Linked DNA regions of Ovis aries: region 1 is linked to region 2. The links are chromatin contacts, called in public Hi-C maps. All regions are on one chromosome and are shown on one strand. Each heading gives the region's core, a stretch centred on a gene start, on an enhancer-like site or on the middle of the called end of the contact. The rest is flanking DNA. Distances are from core to core; before and after follow the strand shown. Region 1 has its middle 110 kb from the start of NNT. Region 2 has its middle 150 kb from the start of FGF10.

What was found. Hi-C and Micro-C count contacts between places; a contact is called where the count stands out from the background.
Region 1: a contact with region 2 is called in a Hi-C map of tail adipose tissue, with 6 times the contacts expected there. The contact joins two enhancer-like sites. A contact is called at or near these places in 2 of 16 Hi-C or Micro-C datasets (skin fibroblasts and tail adipose tissue).

What each region holds. Positions count from the first base shown.
Region 1 is chr16:31,235,787-31,241,037 of ARS-UI_Ramb_v3.0, forward strand. No RefSeq gene overlaps it. Among named protein-coding and RNA genes, the nearest start is that of NNT, 110 kb to the right of the region's middle. Within about 2 kb of position 3,370, at least 3 of the 54 cell types and tissues checked have an H3K27ac peak or open chromatin away from gene starts, as enhancers often do. A contact at or near this core is called in tail adipose tissue, where this site is marked.
Region 2 is chr16:30,453,143-30,458,115 of ARS-UI_Ramb_v3.0, forward strand. No RefSeq gene overlaps it. Among named protein-coding and RNA genes, the nearest start is that of FGF10, 150 kb to the right of the region's middle. Within about 2 kb of position 1,614, at least 4 of the 54 cell types and tissues checked have an H3K27ac peak or open chromatin away from gene starts, as enhancers often do. A contact at or near this core is called in tail adipose tissue, where this site is marked.

The DNA of each region.
Region 1 (5,251 bases), core at 2,120-4,619, 780 kb after region 2:
AAGCTCTCCATTACGTCTATAAAATATATTGACTCACACCCACTGCACAGTGAATGCTTAGGGCTAGAAGGCTATCTAAACACTCATGAACATCTGTTCCTACCAGCTGAGTTGGATGCCTAACAAGAGGCAGCTGGATTTTGTTCCCAAATATGTTTATGCCAGTTTTAGTTGTAGTTACACAATATTAATTACACAACTTAAATAATTACATCAATCAAGTGTAAGTTCAAAAATTGGTATCAAATTAGGTAGGAGTGAAACAAGTATAGAAGATTGAGGAGAAACCTAACAATCTAGAATTCTGCATTCAAACTGATTTGGAGATGTTTGTAGATTCTTGCCCTAATTTTTTAAAAAATACTGGTAAACTTAATCGACGGCTGTTTTAAACAAGAAAGACAATTCACAGCATTCCTAGAATCTCAAACTCTAAAAGGAGGCAAGAATTCATAATCAAGACCCAGAGGGATGGTACAGGGCGGGAGGAGGGTTCAGGATGGGGAACACATGTATACCTGTGACGGATTCATGTTGATGTATAGCAAAACCATTACAATATTGTAAAGTAATTAACCTCCAATTAAAATAAATAAATTTATATTTTTTTAAAAAAGAACAGTATTTCAAAAGTGGCACAGAGGTATAAGAATGGTGTCAAAGAAGGCAAAATATGACATGAGCTTAAGACTGTGAAAGAATAAACCAATAAACTAGGTTCTGTATATTTAGAGGAAAATGAAGCATGAGAGGCGAAAGTCTTTGAATCATGGGAGCTGATGCCAACAAGGAGCAGGGACAAAACCAATCTCCTCGAATACTATTCTCCTTTCTTCTGTGTAAAGTATATTGAGATTTAGCTGGAAAAGGTAAAAGAGAGGACTTTTTAAAGAACCTCCTAACTTCTCTAAAACGTGCCCAGATGAGATCTGTTCATACTATTTCCAAGTATAAACGTAGAACATGCCTTGAGATTTCTGACTCCGTTTTCAGCCATCTTTGAGGAATTAAGACAAGCAGGAATCATGCTACAGGACAGATAATGGGCAAATGTATCCCTGACCTTCCAAAAATGGCAAGAAGCCAACAATGAAAATGGACTGGGAATGCACTAATCATCCTCAACAACATTCTAGAACAAACTATTAAAATCTCAGACTGTGAGCATCTAAAACAGGAACAGTGTTGCATGTGAATCATGATTAGTTCACAGGAAACAGACCCTACCAGAACTAACCCATTACTGTTTTTATATGTTTATTAGGTTAGTCAGTTTCCTATTTCTGTATATTTTGGGAAAACTTTTGACAAAGCTATTAAAGATACGCTTCTGGACAAAAAGTGAAGAAATGTGAGTTCAATAGATTTATTGCTGTTTGTATCTAAAATGTCCTGATTAACAGATTAAAGTCAGCGTTGGAGAAGAGTGTGCAGCATGTGTTGTCCAGTTTCATCCTAAGCCCTACAAAATGAGGAAAATGGTTTTTTTCTCAATGGCCTCAGTACAAACATTGATGCCATCCTTTCAGGTGACACAAAGACAGAAGGAACAGCGTCAACCCTTTGAATGGCAGACTCAAATTCCTGATCCCCAAGGATAGAAAGTAGGCCCAAATAAGTCGTTTAAAAAAAGAAACTATAGAGTATAAGTGGAAGAGAAATTAATCATCAACTGCCCTTGCAAGAAAAGAGCTAAGAATTTTAGTTAAGTTCAATACAATAAAAATAAGTGTCAAAGAGGTAATATGCTCATGGTGGTTGTGGTTTAGTCACTAAGTCATGTCTGACTCTTGCCACCCCATCGACCGTAGCTCACCAGGCTCCTCTATCCATGGGATTTTCCAGCAAGAACGCTGGAGTGGGTTACCATTTTCTTCTCCAGGAGATCTTCCCCACTCAGGGGATTGAACTCACGTCTCTTGCATCTCCTACGTTGCAGGCAGATTCTTTGCCACTGAGCCACCACATGACTGAAGTGACTTAACATGCAAGCACTCTAAAAATGAGTGGTTGATCAATGGTGTCAAATGCTAGAGATGTCCAAGAAAATGAATTCTCAGATTTATGTTTGATGATAAGGACTCATTGTTGACTTTCGAGATAAGACTGTCATTGTTGTCTAGTCGCTAAGTCGTGTCTGACTCTTTTGCAGCCCCATAGACAGGAGCCCACCAGGCTCTTTCATCAGTTAGGATGGGAACCAACAGCAAAACTTTTTGAGGCCTGAAGAGAGTATGAGCTAAAGTAAACTATCCACTGGAGAGCCTGATCAGTAAAGGAAAGAAAATAGCATTTAAATCAGGAGATAAACTAGTATTGGGTTAATTTCTCTTGCTTTAGAGAACTTTGTTAATTTTATGCAATTTCAAGCAAAAGCCGAAACTATAATTAAAACTAAGAAGCAATATGATTAGTGTCCTTAGATTATTATATAACTTCAGTTATGCTCTGACACAGAGAAGGCAATGGCACCCCACTCCAGTTTTCTTGCTTGGAAAATTCCATGGATAGAGGAGCCTGGTGGGCTGCAGTCCATGGGATCACGAAGGTGGACACGACTGAGCAACTTCACTTTCACTTTTCACTCCCATGCATTGGAGAAAGAAATGGCAACCCACTCCGGTGTTCTTGCCTGGAGAATCCCAGGGACAGAAGAGCCTGGTAAGCTGCCATCTCTGGGGTCGCACAGAGTCAGACATGACTGAAGTGACTTAGCAGCAGCAGCATGCTCTGACAACTAGTATATGAACAAGCATATCAAAAGGACTAGCTCTGAAGTAATATAAAAGAACTAGAATATAGTTTAGCAGATTTATGGGCTAGTATAAAGAAAGAAGTTTAAACAATTTTTTTGAAAAATTTGATCAGCTCTACTGTAAAGAATCACCTCTGCAGGGAATCCGGACTATTCTCCAGGCAAGAACACTGGAATGGGTTGCCATTCCCTTCTCCAGGAGATCTTTCTGATGCAGGGGTTGAACCCATGTCTCCTGCACTACAGGCAGATTCTTTACCAACTGAGCCACCAGGAAAGCCCCAGAATGGGACAAAGAAGGTCAAAAGATGATGGAGAACCCATATAATAACAAAAGGAGGACCAGAAAGAAAGGACAGAGAATCTGCCCCCAACCAAACTGGATTACAGGCTTCATAACTTTCCAGTAAAGAAGGTATGGTAGTTAACACTGGAATCATGATGTGCTTTGGTAATCAAATTATTTGTGACCTGTTGTATGGATATGTATGCTTAAGAACACAGTAAGATCTATAGCTATACTATATAAAAAGAAAGAAAGGGAAAACCCAAGAGCAGCCTGCACTTAAAAACAAGCAAGTTCATACTGTAGGAGTGAAGCACATGATCCTTCTCATGGCACCACATCAAAATGACAGATTCTGTATTTCTAAAAGGTGAAGAAATCTTTTGGAAAAATTGACTCTGCCAAACACATGCATGAAGTTAAGCAAATGTCAAACTGGTACATTAAACTGTACTTCTTGCTTCTTTGTTTAGCATCCCAAGGAGTTCACAAATTACAAGTAGTTCCCAACTTACCAAGAAGTTGTTTTCTAAAAGTTAGTTGGCAAGTCAGTGCTATGACAGCATAGTACTGTGGTTCAGAGTGAAGCCAGATGGCTCAGGTTCAAATCCTGACTCCACTTAATTAATTGGACTCTGAGCTCCCATATCCGTACAATGGGATGCCTACTGAAAGGATTGCTCTGTTGTGATTAATGAATTATTACACTGAAAAGCTTTAGAATTATGTCTGGCACATAGTCAGTATTCAATGAATATAAGTATTCTTGCCTGGAGAATCCCAGGGACAGAGGAGACTGGTGGGCTGCCGTCTATGGGTTTGCACAGGGTTGGACACGACTGAAGCGACTTACTGGCAGCAGCAGCAGCAAGCTATTATTATAATTAGCACAGTTTTAGGAACAGGAACAGAGTTATTTAGTTCCTAGAACAGGAGGCTCATAGGGCTGTGGTTAAGGGAAAGGACAGGAGAGAAATATGTCACCAGGGATTTGGTAAATGCCAATACCTCTCCTATACCTATGCGTAAGAGGATATTTCTCTCTGGGCTAATCTCCCAAAGTGTTGCTGTGCTTGGTCGCTCAGTCACGTCTGACTCTTTGCGACCCCATGGACTATAGCCCGCCAGACTCCTCTGTCCATGGGATTCTCCAGGCAAGAATACTAGAGTGGGTTGCCATGCCCTCCTCCAGGGAATCTTCCCAAACCAGGGATCGAATCCAGGTCTCCCTCATTGCAGGCAGATTCTTTACCATCTGAGCAACCAGGGAAGCCCAAAGTGTTTAGTAGAACACATTTAAATTCCAAAGAACACGCAACACAAAAATAAAGTGCTTAATTAAATTTAAAAATTCAGTGATCAGATGATAATGGGAAATACTGTATATTATATACCTCCTTCTTGGAGATTTACAGTGCATGTTACTAATAGTAGCCCTGTGACTAAAAAGAGAAAAATATTATTGAATTTTGTTTAATCCAGCATTTCCTAAACTTTTATAACCACAGAACTTGTTTTTCTTTTACCTGTCATTACCATCACATTTTGGGAAATGTTTTTCCAGGTCAATTACTTCCCAAATAACCTAAACTGAAGAACAAAGAACAGTTACTCTTAAGGAAATGAAACTGGAGGTTTGTGATTCACAACTCTCAGAAAATTATAAAAATGCTATTCATAAGTGGAATATTGGCTAAATCATGACTGTGATTCTTGCTCAACCCATTCAAAGTCACAAAGCCATGTTAAAATAAAATATAGCGCTCCAACACTTTCTTTTTCTGCTCATATTAGTAAACCCACATTAAGCATTCTTTCTGCTTAATTCTTACAGATCTTAAGGAAGATAAATCTGAGAACTGCAAAGTGTATTAAAGCATTATAGTTCTGACACTGTCATGATCATTTCACAGTACATACAAATATAGAACCATTATGTGATATACCTGAAAATAATATAATGTTATATGGAAATTATACCTCAATTTTAAAAAAGCTTTAGAGTTCTTCCTTCATAAATCCAAAACCATTTAATTATAAAAGCAAAGAAAGCTTTTAACTATTATTGCATGGGAAAATAGGAGTAATTTTTAAGGCAGCCTAGTGATGTTTTTACAATGCATGCTAGTACTCATGCTAGCTATTAGTTTTCTTGCTTCTGAGAATGTTTTTATCCATGAATTAGAATTTGAGTAAGGGAGCCGGCATTG
Region 2 (4,973 bases), core at 364-2,863:
AGCCAATTTAGCTGGGCTAAAACTTAAAAAGATTAAGGTTTAATTTACCCAGTGATGAGCTTTTGAAAGATGAGTATAAGAAAGCTGGACAATGTGCAAGGGTATAGAAATTAGATTCAAAGGAATGATTATAGATCGGCCATGGGATTTAAGGCAGGAAAGAAGGGATACCAAGATGTGGTGAAAGTAATGAAAAAGTCGAATACCATGTAGATACCAGTGGATTCAGAAATTCATTAAAGTTTGAGTACCAGAGAAAGTGAAATTGAAAGGTAATAGATGATAACCTATGAGTAGGATGATCAAACCTAAAATTATGGTGAATTAAAATTGTTCATTAATGGTAGGGTTGCAGGTTATAAGACAATGGGACCAAATGCTATTTCCCAGGAAGAGAAAATGTTTGAAAGAGATAAGGCCCAGTTGTTGAAGAGCTACGATATTAAAAAGATTCTATGCATGGATACTGAAATTGCATAGAGTTTTCCCCAAGAGTTGAGCATGGAAGAAAATTAATACTGTGAAGATTTTTTTAGGGGGAAAAAACAAGTCAGAAGTAGATGGAATAGGACAACAGGAGTTTTAGGTGAGAATATTTGATGTTAATCATAAGTTTAGAGACTCAGTGAGTTGAACAAATTTTAGTGTCCATATAGATCACCTACGGCTTTTACTAAAAGGAAGCTTTTAATTTAGTTGGCCTGTGGTAAGGGCTGAGATTTTCCAAATACAGTACAAAAAGTGGAAAAAAAGAGAATTTGGATCAATATTTATTAATAAGTTTAGAGAATATCAATACCCTTCAGGAAAATTCTTAACTCTTGTTTTCTTCCTTTTTCCCTTATATCTTTCCCAAGTACACAAGAATCAATTAGACTCTCATTCAAATGTGAACAGAGAGAAAGTATACAAAATATTAACATTTATTCAATGATAAGATAGTTAATTGTGCTATTAGAACTAGTGCTTTTATTTAGGGAGTAAAACCAGAAGGGAAATGTTTCCTTCCCAGAAGGAGTTACTAAATTCTTTGCTTCCATTTTAAAAAGAGTTCCTAGTGAAAAACTGTGTTGCCTTTCATTTGTGTGTTTAAAGAAAATAAACCTCAGTGAGATGGGATCATGGGCAGATGTGGTTCATAATGAATAAGAAGAAATGATCCTGCTACAAAGGAAAATCTACTTTCTAAAGGATTGGGAACTCAGTATACGACATGGGTATTCAAAAGAAATACATGAATTATTCCATCAGCCAAAGTTTCGAAAGGAAGTCATTCCATGGTGCTTTAAAGGAAGGAAGAAGATTGTATTAATCTGTAGCATCCTCCCCCCATTATCAATATATGCAACACATTTGGACCCCAGCTAATTCTTTTTAGTCACATCTGTCGCTCTCTAGGAGGAGAAGAATCTGGGAAAGGTAGAGTTAAATCTTAATGGAAAATTGCAGCTCTCAGAGATTATGAATAGAATTGATGAATTTTTCTTTCCTGAAGACAATACGCAGATTAAAGAGCTTTTAACTATTCTTGATGCAATCAAAGGTTATGGTCATCTGCTAAAAACTCAGTTTCAGCCACAGTTTATGTAAGTTGTTCACATTAGTCACTCAGTAATGATGTACTTGGCCCCACTGTTTGTGGTCTGGTTCTCATTTGTTTGGCATTACCTTCCAAGACTGCAATGACTCAGAAATGTTCCTTATTTTTTACAGTAAGAAGAAATAGCATGCTTTGCCTGAAACATCTTGAGTTAAATCACTTGTCTGTGGTCTTCCACAATCTACCCAAGCAGGTGTATATAAGTGAAGACTTCCACATATTGAGTCAGAGAACCAATATTCCCAACCAGAAAATTTCTGAAGTTAGCTTCTTACACTCATATGGCACTAACAGAAAATTTAAGCTCTTTGCAATGTTGTACAATATTTCCTTTTATCAGAATATAGCTGCTAACAGAATATCAGCAAGTGTTTTAGACTACAAGAAAACTTTCCAGGCTCAAAACTATCAAATGTATCAAAACCTCTAGCAAGCATGTCTGAGGGAGTATGAAAGCTGTATTCAAATCTATTCAAATAGATATTGCATACAAAAGGCGTGGGAATTGTTCTACACCGACCTGGAAGATAGAAGTAGGAGCCATAGGTTAATAAAAAATATGATTAGATGTATTTTGGGTACAATACAATTTAATTCTATGGACTATTAAGCTTTAGTGCTCTCAGCAAATAGAGTGACTGTCTTTGAACCTTCAGGTCTCTGAAAACATCTAAGCAGAAATGGAAGTACAGGGTCAGATGAGAGAAGTCAGACTCAAATAGCTGTTTCCTACAAACTTGACTGTGTTTGATGTTAATAGGGCCTTAGTAGATCTTTTTTTTTTTTTTTAACGCAGTCTGTCTCATGACATGCTACCTCATGATCACCTTCCATAAGGTTGGATCACCCAGCTTCTTTTCCTTCCATAGAAATTCATAGCATTCCCCTTCCTCAGCTGGTAACAGAAAGTGAGTTTCACCAGAAACAGAGGAACATCTTCAGTTTAAAGTATTCTCCTCCAGATAAATGTGTTTAAATAGAGAACTTACCACCAACATATTAAACATAATTGAATATAAATGAACCTATTTTCCAGAATTCATCTGTTATACAAAAGAACTGTCATGCAAAAAGCCCTAAGGAAGTAAAATACAGGATAATAAGATTACGATCAGGAAAGGAAGCTTGGAGAGAGAAAAAAAAAAAAAGCACAAAGAAGTTCGCCCATAGAGGAAAGACTTGGTTAATCATTCTAGTACACAGATTAGTTAAATCCCCAGATGTAGAAGCCGCAGATACGGAGCATGAACTATACTCTGTCGTTTTATCTAAGGGACTTGAGCATCCCTAGACTTTGGTATCGTGGAACGAATTCCCTCCACCAACACCCTCGAATACTGAAAGATGACTGTATCATAAGAGTGGCAACAGGGACCTGTGACAACAGACTTTATCTCCAGTGTGTCTCCCTCCCTCTGTGAAGCATGACCCTACCCAAGATTTTCAACAAATAGAGAAATGGCTACAAAACCTGATAGGAGTTCAAATAAACAACCCAGAAGTTAAAGGAAGGGATTCCAGTGCCATTCTTTTACTTCCTTAAAATTCCTTTAGTTTGACAAGAACTATTCTGAATTTGGAAACAGTACTTTGTAAAGTCATATGTTTATACTCAGTGTTCGCTTGAAGTAAGTTCTCTAATTTCATAGGACTAGCTCTCTTGCTCAGTGACTCAGCTCACTTAGAGTTTAAAAGTTTGTGTCACAAAGGGAAAGTGAAAAGTAGCAGTAATTAATGGAATTAAGGAAGCATTTTTCTCACTCAGAGAAAAATCTGTGACGCAGTATAACTTCTAGGTATCAAGATGTTGATTATTTTTCAAATTGTAACTAAGAGGTTATTTCTCAGATTTATGTGGTGCTGGAATTTCATTTCCTGTTTTATAAAAGAAATCACGAGTCCAAAGGAAGAATACCATTTAGAAGAGATTAAAAAGCCAATAAATACTTCATTTATCCAACACCTCAGTTTCCCAGACTTGTGACGCTGTCCTTAAACTAGGACCTGAACTCTTAAGGATTTCTGATTTAACTTTTATTAAGCTCATTTTATTTCTCTATAAAGACAAGATACTACATTATCCCTAAAATCATGCCCAGCCCCAAATTTTATGATTCTATTCCCACATGTTTAATTGATTCCAAATCTATTATCTTCTAGGCATTGAAAAACCAACATTTTGAGTTAATCTCTTTCCCCTCTCTGGTAAATCAGCTATGTCCAGGGTGGTCCATAATCCTCTTCTGAAAGAACTGATATGATATATTCCAGTGTGGGGCCACTTTAAGCCCTCTGAGAGTTCTTGAAGATAATTGCTTGTGACTCAGCAATGGCTGTGGCCAATTTCTTAAGTTCTTTAGTGTGGAAGCTTTCAAGATCTATAGATTTAACTCATCCAATCTGAGTCAGTCATTTTTATCTGTTCCTGCTTTGGTAAGGCTCTCTGCCTCCCATCATATCTTTGCCTGCTCACATGATTAGACCATAGTTGACATTTGTGAGGGAAGAATGAAATAAAAAGTGCCTTCCTGTCACTGTCATTTTTTAAGTACTTTTCTTGTCATTTGATAAAAGACAGTGCTTTTCCCACCTTCGCCCACTTAATGCTCTTACATAGTTTTATACATCTTGTGAATTGTATCTTATACCTTGCTTGTATATTATTGGTTTATCAACCATAACATAACAGAATATTAAAGGTCATTGGACTTTGAATAAGGACATTTAGGTTTTTGCCCAATAATTTTTGAGGAGTGTTCAGAACTCCCCATCGTTAATGTTAGTATGGGCTTCCCTGATGGCTCAGTAATGTTAGTACGTCAGTAGTTCAGCACTTGATCTTAAGGTCCCTTCCTCTTTAAGTGTCTTCTAACACTCCTCACCGTTGGATTCATCTCTGTAGCGTTTCTCTGTAGCATCTCTCTTGCCAGTGTTTCCTGTCACAGTAAACAAACCTGTCTGCCAGGCATTCGCACTTGGTGCCCCAGTAAAAACTCTGGCTCTTCCCATGCCCTCCATTCCCACATTCCCAGGGTCCCATTCTGCCTGCCATGACCTCCATCATGTCCTGCTTTGGGATGCTGCTGCTATGACTCTAGTCTAGCTCTCCTTGCGGACTGCCTACACCTTTATGACTTTCCTGGTCTGTTCCTCACTCGTCTCAAGGACATTACTGAAGTTGTTTGATTAGAAAAGATTCCAGAGAGTGCCATGTTTTTGATGAGTAAGAGAGCTGTATGTTGTGAGTCTCTGACAAACTTGTCTCATAGGTATCTTGGCAAGACAGGTGAAACCATTTTCTTTGTGATGTAGGTATCTGGTTGAATTTGATTATAACATCAACAGCTATGGAGAAGGAAATGGTAACCTATTC